Linked DNA regions of Sus scrofa: all the other regions are linked to region 2. A link is a contact called in public Hi-C and promoter capture Hi-C data. All regions are on one chromosome and are shown on one strand. Each heading gives the region's core, a stretch centred on a gene start, on an enhancer-like site or on the middle of the called end of the contact. The rest is flanking DNA. Distances are from core to core; before and after follow the strand shown. Region 1 overlaps LOC110255500 (a long non-coding RNA gene). Region 2 has its middle 140 kb from the start of NAMPT. Region 3 has its middle 65 kb from the start of PIK3CG.

Region 1 (3,893 bases), core at 300-2,799, 270 kb after region 2:
GAAAGAGTGGCTAAATAAGAAAAAGCCCCAGAAGCCACTGTTTCTCCTCATGCCCCTCCTCCACTAGCCTCTTTCTATCCTCTTCTGAGCTCCCCTGCCCTGACCTTCTCACTCTCTCTCCCTCAACACCAAAAGAAAAATGTACTGTATCCGAGGTGGAAAACGAAAGCAACCCCAAGGTGATAGGTGCTCCCTTAAAGGAGAAGCCCACAAGCCAAGGGGAACCTACCCTTACCTATACCACTTGAACTAGGACAGAACTTAGGAATTTAACTAAGGGTTTTCCAAATGCCTTATAAGACCCTTTAGTGTTTTCTAAAGAATTTGATCTTATAGGAAGAACTTACAAGCCTGGATATTCAGACTTATACCAGTTTGTACATTTACCAGTCTCTGAAAAAAAAGCAAAAGAATGGCTCGAAGAGATAAGTTGGAAGGCACCTATGGAGGGTTTTCACAAGCCTGAGGCTACAGAAATGTAGAGGAATTGCCCACAACTTTTATCAGGCTATCCTGAAAATCTTCCCACAGACTATAGATTGTCAAAGATCCATCAGGGCAAACAGAGGCCAGGAGAAGCTATTTTGTATTATTTAGAAAGACTTGAAAAGACATTCAAACAACATTCTGGCATGGATCCAGTTTCCTGAACTATAAGAATGATCCAGTATTAAATTCCATTTTTCTAGAAGGACTGGATAAAGAATTGGCATGGCTGGAGTTCCCGTCGTGGTGCAGTGGTTAACGAGTCCGACTGGGAACCATGAGGTTGCGGGTTCGGTCCCTGCCCTTGCTCAGTGGGTTAACAATCCGGCGTTGCCGTGAGCTGTGGTGTAGGTTGCAGACGCGGCTCGGATCCCACGTTGCTGTAGCTCTGGCGTAGGCTGGTGGCTACGGCTCCGATTGGACCCCTAGCCTGGGAACCTCCATATGCCTCGGGAGTGGCCCAAAAAAATAGCAAAAAGACAAAAAAAAAAAAAAAAAAAAAAAAAAAAAAGAATTGGCATGGCTAACTAGAAGACATGACTGCACTACACTGACTGGACTACTTCACATCCTAATGTGCTTGTCACTAGTGCTGATAAGCTTTCTAAAACCTTACAGAAAGAGGCAAAAGAAAAAGCTGCCAAAATTATAAATGGGCAGCTACAGCAGTTTGGCAGCCCTCCAAAATTAACCTGCCCAAATGCCAGCCAGGCTTGCAATGACCTCACCTGCTTTTACTGAAAAAAAAAAAAAAAAAAAAACCCTAGACATTTTAAAAGAGACTGCCACCGTTTTAAGCAAGAGTCAGAGCAAGGTAAAATTCAAAAGCAATAGGGGTGCTCTGAGGATTATGAAAGGGTATTTCCCCTCCTCATCAAAAATACCTTAGGAGAAATTGAAATAATGATCAGAGGGGAAATGTCTAAGGTCCTATAGACACTGGCACGGCACTATCTGTTCTTTTTTGTTTGTTTTCCTTTTTTTCTTTTTTTTTTTTTTTTTTTTTAGGGCCGCACCCGAGGCATATGGAAGTTCCCAGGCAAAGGGTCAAACTGGAGCTGTAGCTGTTGGCCTACGCCTCAGTCACAAGCCACTCAGGATCTGAGCCACGTCTGCAAACTACACCACAGCTCACGGCAATGCCAGATCCCCAACCTACTGAGTAAGGCCAGGGATCAAACCCACATCCTCATGGATACTAGTCAGATTCATTTCCTCTGCACCACAACGGGAACTCCCAACATTATCTATTCTTACCCTGACCCTTATTCATTACCCTCTCCCTCAGAATAAATAATCAAATGGTAGGGGTTTCAAATTTTCTTAGGCAGGTTTTTTTAATGCAAATGATTTAAGAATTTTTAAATTGAAGTATAGTTGATTTATAATGTTTCAGGTGTACAGCAAAGCAATTCAGTTTTATATATTTTTTCAGATTCTTTTCCATTATAAGCTATTACAAAATATTGAGTATAGTTCCCTGTGCTGTAAAGTAGGCCCTTGTTGTTTATCTATCTTACATATAATAGTGTGTAACTGTTAATCCCAAATTCCTAATTTATCCCTCCCACCTCCTTTCCTCTTTGGGAACCATAAATTTGTCTTCTATATCTGCGAGTCTATTCCTGTTTTGCAAATAAGATCATTTGTATCATTTTTTTAAGATTCCACATATAAATGATATCATATGGTATTTCTCTCTCTCTCTACATCTCCTAAATGTCCATCAACAAATGAATGGATAAATAAGACGTTTTATACACACACACACACACATGCACATACACAATGGAGTATTACTCAGCCATAAAAAGAATGAAATATTGTCATTTGCAGCAACATGGATCAATCTAGAGATTATCATACTAAGTGAAGTAAGTCTGAGAAAGACAAATATGCTATGCAGGTTTTTAAATCAAAGCCAGTAACTTTTCAGCTAGGAACTATCACAGAAAGCATGTATTCCTTTTGGTGACAATTCACCTGACAGGACCTTTTAGAGGCATATAATGCCCATATTAACTTTTCATCTAAAGGTTAGATGACTTTAGATTTAGAAGATATAAATGAAGACCAGAACATAATTACTGAAAAAATAATGGATATAAAGACAAAAATTCAGACAAATCAAAAGGAAATCAATGATTTACTATTACAAGTGCCTGAGGAATTGTGGCCATTTTCTTCCTCAGATATTGGGAAAATTAAAATGGCTATACTTCTAATAAAGTAACTATCGATAATCCCAAGCCTCCATCTAATATCTGATAATATCCACTCAGACCAGAAGCAATAAATGGAATAAGACCTATTACCCAGGATTTCCTTCAGAAAAGACTTATAATTCCTTACACCAATCCTTGCAATACTTTCAGTTTATTGGTAAGAAGCCAAACAGAAAAGGCTGAACCTGAGAGCTATAGATAATACTGTGATTCCCTGCCACCCTGTGGTTCTTAGGAATTCTCACACTCTGCTCTCAGTCTTCCCAGCAGCCACCATTATTTCTTAGTAACTGATGTGTGTAGTGCATTCCATTCCTTGGCATTCCAGGAGAAAAAGAAAGCCTCTTTACCTTCACATGAGAAGATCATCCATGTACCTGGGCAGTTAGGCCACAAGCCTATATAAAAGCCTTGTTTTTCTCAAATACTTGAAACTGATTTGGCTGATGTACACTTTCCAGGAGCTTTGCTTTAATTCAATATGCAGCTGACTTGTGTTCTAGAAGTGAAGAGATTGCCAAAGAGACACGACTCATCTATCGCAACAATTAGCTTCTAAGAGGCGTAAGGTGTCAAAGACAAAATACAATTAAGCTTAAAACATGTAGGTCACTTTATAGCTCAGGAAGAATTACTGATAGATCTTGAAAGAATTAAGGGAATTCTAGCTTTCTCACTCCCCAAAACACAGCAACAACAGAGAATTTCAAGATCTAACCAGATATTGCAGGATGTTGGGTACCTAGATTTTCCCTCATTGCCCAACCTCTCTATGCGTTACTGAAGTCTGACCAGCCATACTCAATTCAATGGACAACAGAAAGAGAAAAAGGATATAAATGCTTTAAAATGTGCATCAGCAAAGGCTTCAGCATTAGGTGATCTTAACTATAAATTACCATTTTTCCTCTTTGTGTATGAAGAAAGAGGAAACGCCCTGAGTGTATCAACTAAGAGGCATGGTGACCACACCAACCCAGAGAATATTATAGTCAACACTTAGATTCAGTGGCAAAAGGGTTCCCACCTTGCATAAGGGCTATTTCAGTGACAGCTCTCTTATGCAAAGCTACTGAAGAACCTATAATGAGGTCTCCTCTGACTATGGTCCTCATTTAGTTGAATTTCTCTCAAAATTCTCAACATCCTCAACACTATTCAGTGAGTTGCCTGGCCCCTTAC
Region 2 (4,344 bases), core at 51-2,550:
GGGTAGCTATACCCCTAGACAGATACTCTGAGGTAGGCCACTGGGTGAGACTTAGGAAAGGCTCTTCCAATACACAAAATACAGGTGAAATACACAAAATACACAAAATACAGGTGCAAAATACTGGTGACAATAGCAGCAGATAATCCAAGACACACCTGGACCACATGGTCCCACACCTGCAAACAAGATCAGGCGCTGTCAACACCCATCCCAACTAATGCCTAAAGGGGAGGAAAGCACACTTACTGAAAGCAACAGCAGACTCATGAAAATCCAAGTTATATAACCAGTTAGGCAGAAGCACTTTCATCTTCCAACACAAAGAATGTGACCAGAATACTTATATGGCTTCAATATTACTGTAAGAAGTATTTTCCCTAACTACTCATGGCTTCACTACTCTCGCAGACATCTGGTATAAGCACCCACAGGCGTTCTTTGAACAAGCCGTACTCACGTACTCATCCATTCCTTCCTTTGTGCTGTTAACTTTACCCATAATACCATTCACTCATTCATATATACAGGAACATATTTATTGAATTGTTCACCAATTGCAATTGATTTTTTTTTTCTCTTTAGGGCCACACATGCAGCATATGGAAGTTCCCAGGCTATGGGGTTGAATGGGAGCTACAGCTGCTGGCCTACACCACAGCCACAGCAATGCCAGATCCAAGCCACGTCTTCAACCTATACAACAGTTTGTGGCAACATCGGATCCTTAACCCACTGAGCAAGGCCAGGGATCGAACCCACATCCTCATGGTTACTAGTCATGTTCGTTACTACTGAGCCACAGTGGGAAATCCCTTGATATTTTTTATTGATATATATATACATTTTCAGTATATATATACACTTTTTCAGATTCTTTTCCATTATAGGTTATTACAAGATACTGAATGTTGTTCAACTTATATGATATAGTTCCTTGTGCTATACAGTAGGACCTTGTTGGTTATCTATTTTATATATAGTAGTGTGTATCTATTAATAGCAAACTCCTAATTTATCCCTCCTCCTCTACCCCACTTCCCTTTTTGCTAACCTTAAGTTTGTTTTTTAGGTCTGTGAGTCTATTTCTGTTTTGTAAATACATTCATTTGTACCATTTGTTTAGATGCCACATACGTGTGATATCATATGATATTTGTCTTTCTCTGTCCGACCTTCTCTGTCTGATTTTTTGATTTGCCAGCATATTAGTTGCCAAGTATGTTCTGGGCACTGTGCTAGGTGCTGAGGATATTGTGGTGAAAAAAACAGACATGGACCCTGCCCTCTTGGCAAAGAGAGAGAGACAACAAACCAGAAGTAAACATTTACTCACAGGTTGTGATAAGTGCTAAGAAGAAATGACTGTGCTTGCAGAGAAAACACCAGATGGCACTGGCTGTAGAGAACGTGGTTGGGAGACCTCCCAGTTACCTACCCCGTGAAACGTTTCCTCTCCAGCCCACACTCCCACCTCACTCTGCTCAACACTTTTCTCTGATCCAGAGTCATTTGCTTCTACTTCTGCCCTGACACTTCTCTTTTGCAGTTAGGTGTTTCTCTGTCCAGCCTCTGAGCGCTCAGGCTTTTGGTTCTCTTGGCACAAGGAGGAGAAGGGGGAGCTCATGGAGTTTGGAATCAGAGGACCTGACTCTTAGTCTTGCACATGAGTCATCTCATCTTGTGATTTCAGTCCAGCTTCCTTGGAAGCAGAGCTGGAAGTATAAAGGTTTGTGTACAGGGTGTTTGTTTGGGAAGAAGCCCTGAGTAGTGAAAGTGGGGGATGGAACATAAAGTGGGGAGAGGAAAACGGCTAGCACAAGGATGCACTGTTGAGTTGAGCGACCACTACAGGCTGTGGCCTGCAGACCCTGGGAAGAGCCCTAGGAAATGGGTCTCAGGTAACTGCGGCAAGCTTCTATCTTTTGGCCCAGCCCCCACGGATTAAGTGGTGCCTATAATGAGGACAGAGGCCTTTCTCCTTTCCATTCCTAAATTTCACAATATATGGGCTTCCAGTAGGTGCTTCAGGAGCCCTATCCCCAGCCCCTCACCCGCATCAGAGCCGTTAGAGACAGAGACAGCCCAGGCAGGAAGCGGGAGCGCAGGCCCAAAGCCAGAAACTGTCTAGTTGTGCCTGAGTGAGGCTGGGCAGTGTTTGCAGGTGACTGGAAGATGAGACAGGGTGGAAGGGTTTAAAATTGAGGCTTATCATCTGTAAAACAGGCATGGTAATAACACTGCTTGCCTCTTAGGCACATGAGAGGTGAGTGAGATGTTCTGGGTGGAGATGGTCTGTGATCTGTACACAGCATGCAAATACTGGCCACTACGGCTGTTAAGGTGAACTACTGTTATACCCGCAGGAAAACACCTGGCACACAGTTAAACCAAAACCAGATGCCAGTTGGGTGAATAAGGAAGGGGAATGAAGAAGCAGAAGTGGAGGTATCCCAAGGTCTTTGCCCAAGGTTCCTCCCCATGTAAGATAAGTAGATACATTTCACTCAGTCCAGGTTACTTCCACATTCAATTAGATTTGAATGAAGGAAATGCTAGCAGAAGACATATTTTTAAAGCAGCTTCCTTGAAAAATACACTGGGGCCATACCCTTGGGAAAAGAAGCTGGACAAGCTTTATTTGCCTATGAAATGTAACCCCAGGAATGAGCTTAATTTCCTTTGGCTTCGTCCACTGTCTGACAAAATAGTCAAACAGAATTTGGGTGAGAAATCCTTTGGAACTAGAAGACAGGGTTCACTCTGTCTTAAAAGCTCATAAACCATGGAGACAGCAGGGCAAGGCAAATGGCATTCAGTCACAAGCAATAAAGCAGGCCTAGCATGTGGACATGGTCGGTAGTCACACGTGATAGGTGGATTGAGGTCAGGCAGCACCAACCTGGAAAGGTTTCATTGTGTTACAACTTACTTAGTTTCAATTAGCACTTGCAGACCCTATAATAAGCAGCCTGGACTATGCAGGGAGGGTGGCAGACAAGAAAATGAGCAATGAGAGCACACATCATAAATGCTACCAGGAGAGGTACACAGGGTTGTTAAGGGGTGGAGAGAATGGCTATGAACAAAGGCCACCTAAATCTGCTTACAGGAGCAGAGAGGAAGGGCCACAGCAGTTTTCCAAAAAGAAGCAATAGTCCCCTAAGGCTAGATGGAGAAGGAGATGTTAGCGAAAGGAAAAGGGCATATTAGGCAAAGAGAATAGCCTGGGCAACGTCCTGGGGGTGGGAGGAAGCCTGAGGCACTGGAGGAATCTGAAGAGGGTCAGTGTTCAGGGAACTTGTAGGGATGTGATGGGAAGCGAGGCTGCAGCACGTAGGCAGGAGGATCTTAAGGAGCCTTCTGCATCAGACTAAGGCATTTGGACTCACCTAAGGGAAGAGGCAAGCCACGGAGGGATTTTAGACTGTGGGATGATCTGATTCCATCAGAGCTCTCCAGGAGACCCCTGGCCATGGTGAGAGAGAGTAGGCAGCAGAGTGGGGTTGGCTAGGTGTTAAAATGATCATGCTGGTCAGGCTGGGGAGAGACGGTCATGACCTGTGGCAATAGCGTAGGGACAGCCATGCAGTGATGGATTTCCAGAGGGGAACCAACCTGGGAGTCACCATTTGTTGCATGTGGAGATGGAGGCAGAGATGGTCAAAATGAATCCCTGACTTCTGCCTTGGGTGCCCAGGTGGCTGGTTTGTCATTGGTGAAAAGAGGAAAGGTTCATGGAAAGGATAGAGCAGGATTGGAAGAAGCATAGAATCATGGTTGGAGGTAACATCAACCTGGAAAATGTTTTTTTATTTTCCTCCATTTATTTTGGGACATGGAATCCTTTTGTGATATTTTGCCCACAGAAAGGGCTACAGTCCTGAAAGGCCCTGAGGACTCCCATAGGTGATTTTGCAGGGCTTGCCTGCAAAAGGGCATATGGCCAAGGAGAGTGAGTGGGGCTGAAATGTGGTCCCCTTGGGTGTCCCTGCCCAGGACTGGGACCACATCTGCCTGCAGGGAGGGGCACCCTGCAGGATATTTCCCTGTACCTCTCTAGAGGTCCCTACTTTTCACCATCCCATGTGCCCTGGATGGCTGGCCTGTGGGGACTTCATTCCTTGCCCCCTCCCCAGCTTCTGGCTGAGTTCCCCAACAGGAGGCAGTGGCAGGAAATCAAAGGGAGGAAAGTTTATTTCTCTCAGCTCACTCCTGCTGGGTGACCCTCAACTGTCTCACTCACTTTACTGAAGGGCACGGTACCCACAGCATATGGAAGGTCCCAGGCCAGGGATCAAATCTGGTCAACCTATGGCATAGCAGCAGCAATGCCAGATCTTT
Region 3 (4,112 bases), core at 1,366-3,865, 330 kb before region 2:
TCTGGAAATAGCCATACACACAACAGCCTAGGTCCAAGGAATTTGTTGCTTATGTGGCAGGTTGGATATTTTACCTGTGTTACAGGGTCAGACTGTGTACCCCAGGCATGCAAAAAATATAATCAATTTCTCTGTAATGAAATTTTTTAAATTTTTAAAAAATTTAAAAGATTTTTGGAGTTCCTGTCATGGCTCAGTGGTTAACGAAACCGACTAGTATCTCTGAGGACACAGGTTTGATCCCTGGCTTTGTTCAGTGGGTTAAGGATCCGGTGTTGCTGTGAGCTGTAGTGTAGGTCACAGACTTGGCTTGGATCCATTGTTGCTGTGGCTGTGATGTAGGCTGGCAGCTACAGCTCCAATTCGACCCCTAGCCTGGGAGCCTCCATATGCTGCAGGTGTGGCCCTTAAAAAAAAAAGAGACAATTTTTTTTTTACAATATTTATAATATTGTGCTAATTTCTCTCTCTCTATATATTCCCTTTCTTATTATTATCTTCCATCTTGGTCTATCTCAAGAAACTGGATATAGTTCCCTATGCTACAGAAGAACCTCATTGCTTATCCATTCTAAATGTAATAGTTTGCATCACCACCTCCAAACTCCCAGTCCATGCCACTCTGAACCCTTTCCCCCCTTGGCAACTGTGTAATGCAATTTAACTTTGCTTTCTGGTTCTAATGGTGGATAATGGAAGCTTAATAAGATGATCCAGTTGCTTCAAGTTTGAAACTCAGATTCCTTCCATCTTCGTTCTTCAGTTCTCCTAGCTATCCCAAAGGGGCAGGGTGGGATGTGGTTAATTTGGGCTAAGGTAGTTTCTGTCCCTGCTGGCCTCTGCTGGGTGTGCAGGGCTCTCTCAGGCCCATATGCTCGACTATTTGCTTGACCATTGCCCATCTATCACTCCAGTGCCATGTGGGATGTAGGATTTCTCTATGAAGCTTGCAGACTCTCAGGAAGCATGCATCTCACCAGGAAACCAGGCTCTGGCCCTTCTCCTTAGAGCCTTCCATGGTCTCATCTGGGGTTTCTGTTTGAATATCTAACTTGCTGTTCCCACTGTCCCCTTCAGAACTTGGTACTGGGGATGGAAAGCTGGGGACTTTCTCAGGGACTTACCAGTGTCTGAATTCCAGTCCTATTCACTCTGATTTTTCTCCCCCATTCATTACATTTTTACCTACTTTAAGTCAGCATATGCATTCTTCTTCTATCAGTGGGTTATGGTATAAGGTTCTCTGAATTCATGGGTTTTGGATCTTGATATTTAAAGTTAAGCTCTGGTATTTGCAATTTTTTTAAAAAGGAGAAACTCACTTTTCTTCTCTCAGATGCATGCCCCTTCCAGTAGAAAGCAGACAGTGGTCTTTGCTATAGATTGACCAAAATCTTCCTGGTAGCTTATAACCCATGGCTTTTGTTCTGCCTGGATGGTTCTACCCTGAAGGTGAGCTATTCAGAAGGTGCCCACAGACTGCTGAATGGTGGGTGAAAGGAAAGAATGAGGGGACTTAAATGGCACAGAATTGAGTAATAATTAAAAAATTGCCCCACTACAGTTGGGAAACCATGCATGTTTTCAGAATCTTTGATAAGAGATCACGGTGTTCCCACGAAGCTGGCTAGAAGCAAACTGTGACCTATTCAATTACATTGCTACTTGCCAGGAATTAAGTAATGGTGTTCTTGGAACTGGCGAGTACAGTGTGGTCAGTGTTTATCTAACCCTCTGCTGAAGAGTCTGGCCTTAGCTTCTGGAAGTCTCACGAGGTTATCTAGATGATAATATCTCTAGGATGGAGAGCCATTCATTAGTTCATTCAGGGGCCCAGCGTTAGGGGATAGATTTTATAGATTCCTGTGAAAGGCAGGGCCCGAGCTGTTTGATAACATTTCTCAACTTTCAGAGTAAGAGTCATTTAGGAAGATTGTTTAAAAATGAAGATTCCAAAAAAAAAAAAAAAAAATGGGGGTTAATAGATGCAAACCATTGCCTTTGGAATGGATAAGCAATGAGATCCTGCTGTATAGCACTGGGAACTCTGTCTAGTTACTTATGATGGGGCATGATAATGGGAGAAAAAAAGAATGTGTATATGTATGTGTAACTGGATCACCTTGCTGTACAGTAGAAAACTGACAGAACACTATAACCCAGCTATAATGTAAAAAAATAAAAATCATTATAGATTAAAAAAAAAAATAAAGATTCCTTGAAACTTTGTCCAGATCAACTGATTCCTAGGTCTGGGCTAAGGCTTAGGAATTTACATTTTAACAGGCTTCTTCAGGACTGCACTTTGAGATCAGACTCATAATTGAAGTAGCTAGGACTAAAAATCAAATAATCAGTGACAGTACCACTTAGATCCAGGCCAGGTCTGTATTTAGAGGACCCTGCTCTGGCCCTGTCCATCCTCGTGTGGTGGGGCAATCAGTGGACTCAAGAGGATATGCCACCTGGAGTCGAGGACCAGCCTTCCAGACCTTCATCAAGGTGCCAGGCGCCTGGAATTTTCTGCCACCACTGAGCGGGCTCCCAGGTTTTGCACGGGCTCTTTCCTGGTCTGACCTCCAGGGGGCGTACCCTGTTGTTGACAGCCTTAGGCCTCAGAGGTGGCTGGCCTGGGGACAGCCGTCCCTGGGGATGTGGATGGAGCTTGGCTCTGTGAGCTGTTGTATCTACCAGAGCCAGAGGAAACCCCAAGTGCAGGGTTGGCTGTGGCCAGGAGCTGGCTTTCCCTGTACTGCCACCTGGCATTCTGGGTCCCTTGGAAGGTACATTTATCAGGTAGGAGAACAGAACATGTTTCATTCAGCAGCTCCTTAGCATTGATGATAACGTCTAAATACATAGACGGTTTGTGGGCCTCTATCACATTCTTGTCTTAGAGCCCATGAATGGTAGGGGTGACCCGATCACTGTTTTCAAGTGGTTAATGTCTTAGAATTGATTTCTTCTGATCAAGAAACTGTCCTTTAAGGCAAGCCCCAGGGAAGGACAGATAGAGGAGAAAGGAAGGGGAAGAGTGACCTCCAGGCTTGGCCACACCGAGGGGGCCCAGCAAGGGAGTGGATCAGACCTGCATATCAGGATAAAACTTGATGTGGCCTTTTGCAGGTTGTTTGCTGTCCTTTTCTCTAACAGGTGGGGGGTGGGGGGGCAGTACAATTGTTTGCTGAACTGGCTGATTTCAGCTACCCTTGCAGGGGGAGGGGCAAACCCAAGTTGTCTCATCTCTTTCTCTCCAGGATTCCAGCTTCTCTTGCTGGAATTTGCCCTTTTTCTTGCAGTGAAATAGAGTGTGGAAATGTGAACACTTTCCAGAATGACTTTAAAATATTTTCAGCCACTGTTGGATGTTTAACAAAAAAAAAAAAAAAAAAAAAAAGAAGGAATTCCTGTCATGGCTCAGTGGTTCATGAACCTGACTAGTAACTGTAGGTTGCTCAGTGGGTTAAGGATCTGGCGTTGCAGTGAGCTGTGGTGTAGGTCTCAGATGCAGCTGGGATCTGGCATTGCTGTGGCTCTGGTGTAGGCCGGTGGCTACAGCTCTGATTAGACCCCTAGCCTGGGAACCTCCATATACTGCGGGTACAGCCCTAGAAAAGACCAAAAGGACCTCTTTAGAGTTGGATCCATTATTTCATATGGGATTAACAAAGGAAACTTTGATTTTTTTAAATAGGTTTCACATACACTGGAAGGTGAAAAGACATCATTTCATGACAGTCACTCTTCTTGATACCATATGCCATATACTTTAATGGAAATATTCCTTAAAATACCCAATTACTCTTGTTTTAATTCACTGCTTCTATTAGGTCTGCTATATACTCTTGCCTAGGTTTTACACTGCACAACGACCCCTACCCTAAGAAATGAGTTGGGGGTGAAATCCAGCCCACCTTCCCCTCATCATCATGGGCCTGTATCTACCAGAAAGTAGGATACCCTTTTCTAATCACAAAGAGTCACAGTCTGCTCTTCAAATCACACACCTGCAGGCATAGGTGCATGCAAAAGTGTCCCTATGGGTTGCCATGGTAGTCAAACATTTAAATATGGCATTAGTGTGTTTTTCTAAGAGGACTTCCCTGCCAGAA

The links. Promoter capture Hi-C pulls out the DNA fragments that hold promoters and counts their contacts. A called contact is a pair of places that touch in the nucleus more often than the background predicts.
Region 1: a promoter capture Hi-C map of liver shows a contact between it and region 2, with 4 times the contacts expected there. The contact joins two enhancer-like sites. A contact is called at or near these places in 1 of 5 promoter capture datasets (liver) and 1 of 47 Hi-C or Micro-C datasets (liver).
Region 3: a Hi-C map of liver shows a contact between it and region 2, with 2.1 times the contacts expected there. The contact joins two enhancer-like sites. A contact is called at or near these places in 2 of 47 Hi-C or Micro-C datasets (both in liver) and 1 of 2 datasets of contacts at active chromatin or transcription factors (skeletal muscle).

What each region holds. Positions count from the first base shown.
Region 1 is chr9:106,034,862-106,038,754 of Sscrofa11.1, reverse strand. The region is part of intron 1 of LOC110255500 (a long non-coding RNA gene); the gene reads right to left. Among named protein-coding and RNA genes, the nearest start is that of SYPL1, 52 kb to the right of the region's middle. Within about 2 kb of position 1,549, at least 4 of the 83 cell types and tissues checked have an H3K27ac peak or open chromatin away from gene starts, as enhancers often do. A contact at or near this core is called in liver, where this site is marked.
Region 2 is chr9:106,301,232-106,305,575 of Sscrofa11.1, reverse strand. No RefSeq gene overlaps it. Among named protein-coding and RNA genes, the nearest start is that of NAMPT, 140 kb to the right of the region's middle. Within about 2 kb of position 1,300, at least 13 of the 83 cell types and tissues checked have an H3K27ac peak or open chromatin away from gene starts, as enhancers often do. A contact at or near this core is called in liver, where this site is marked.
Region 3 is chr9:106,637,759-106,641,870 of Sscrofa11.1, reverse strand. No RefSeq gene overlaps it. Among named protein-coding and RNA genes, the nearest start is that of PIK3CG, 65 kb to the left of the region's middle. Within about 2 kb of position 2,615, at least 8 of the 83 cell types and tissues checked have an H3K27ac peak or open chromatin away from gene starts, as enhancers often do. A contact at or near this core is called in liver, where this site is marked.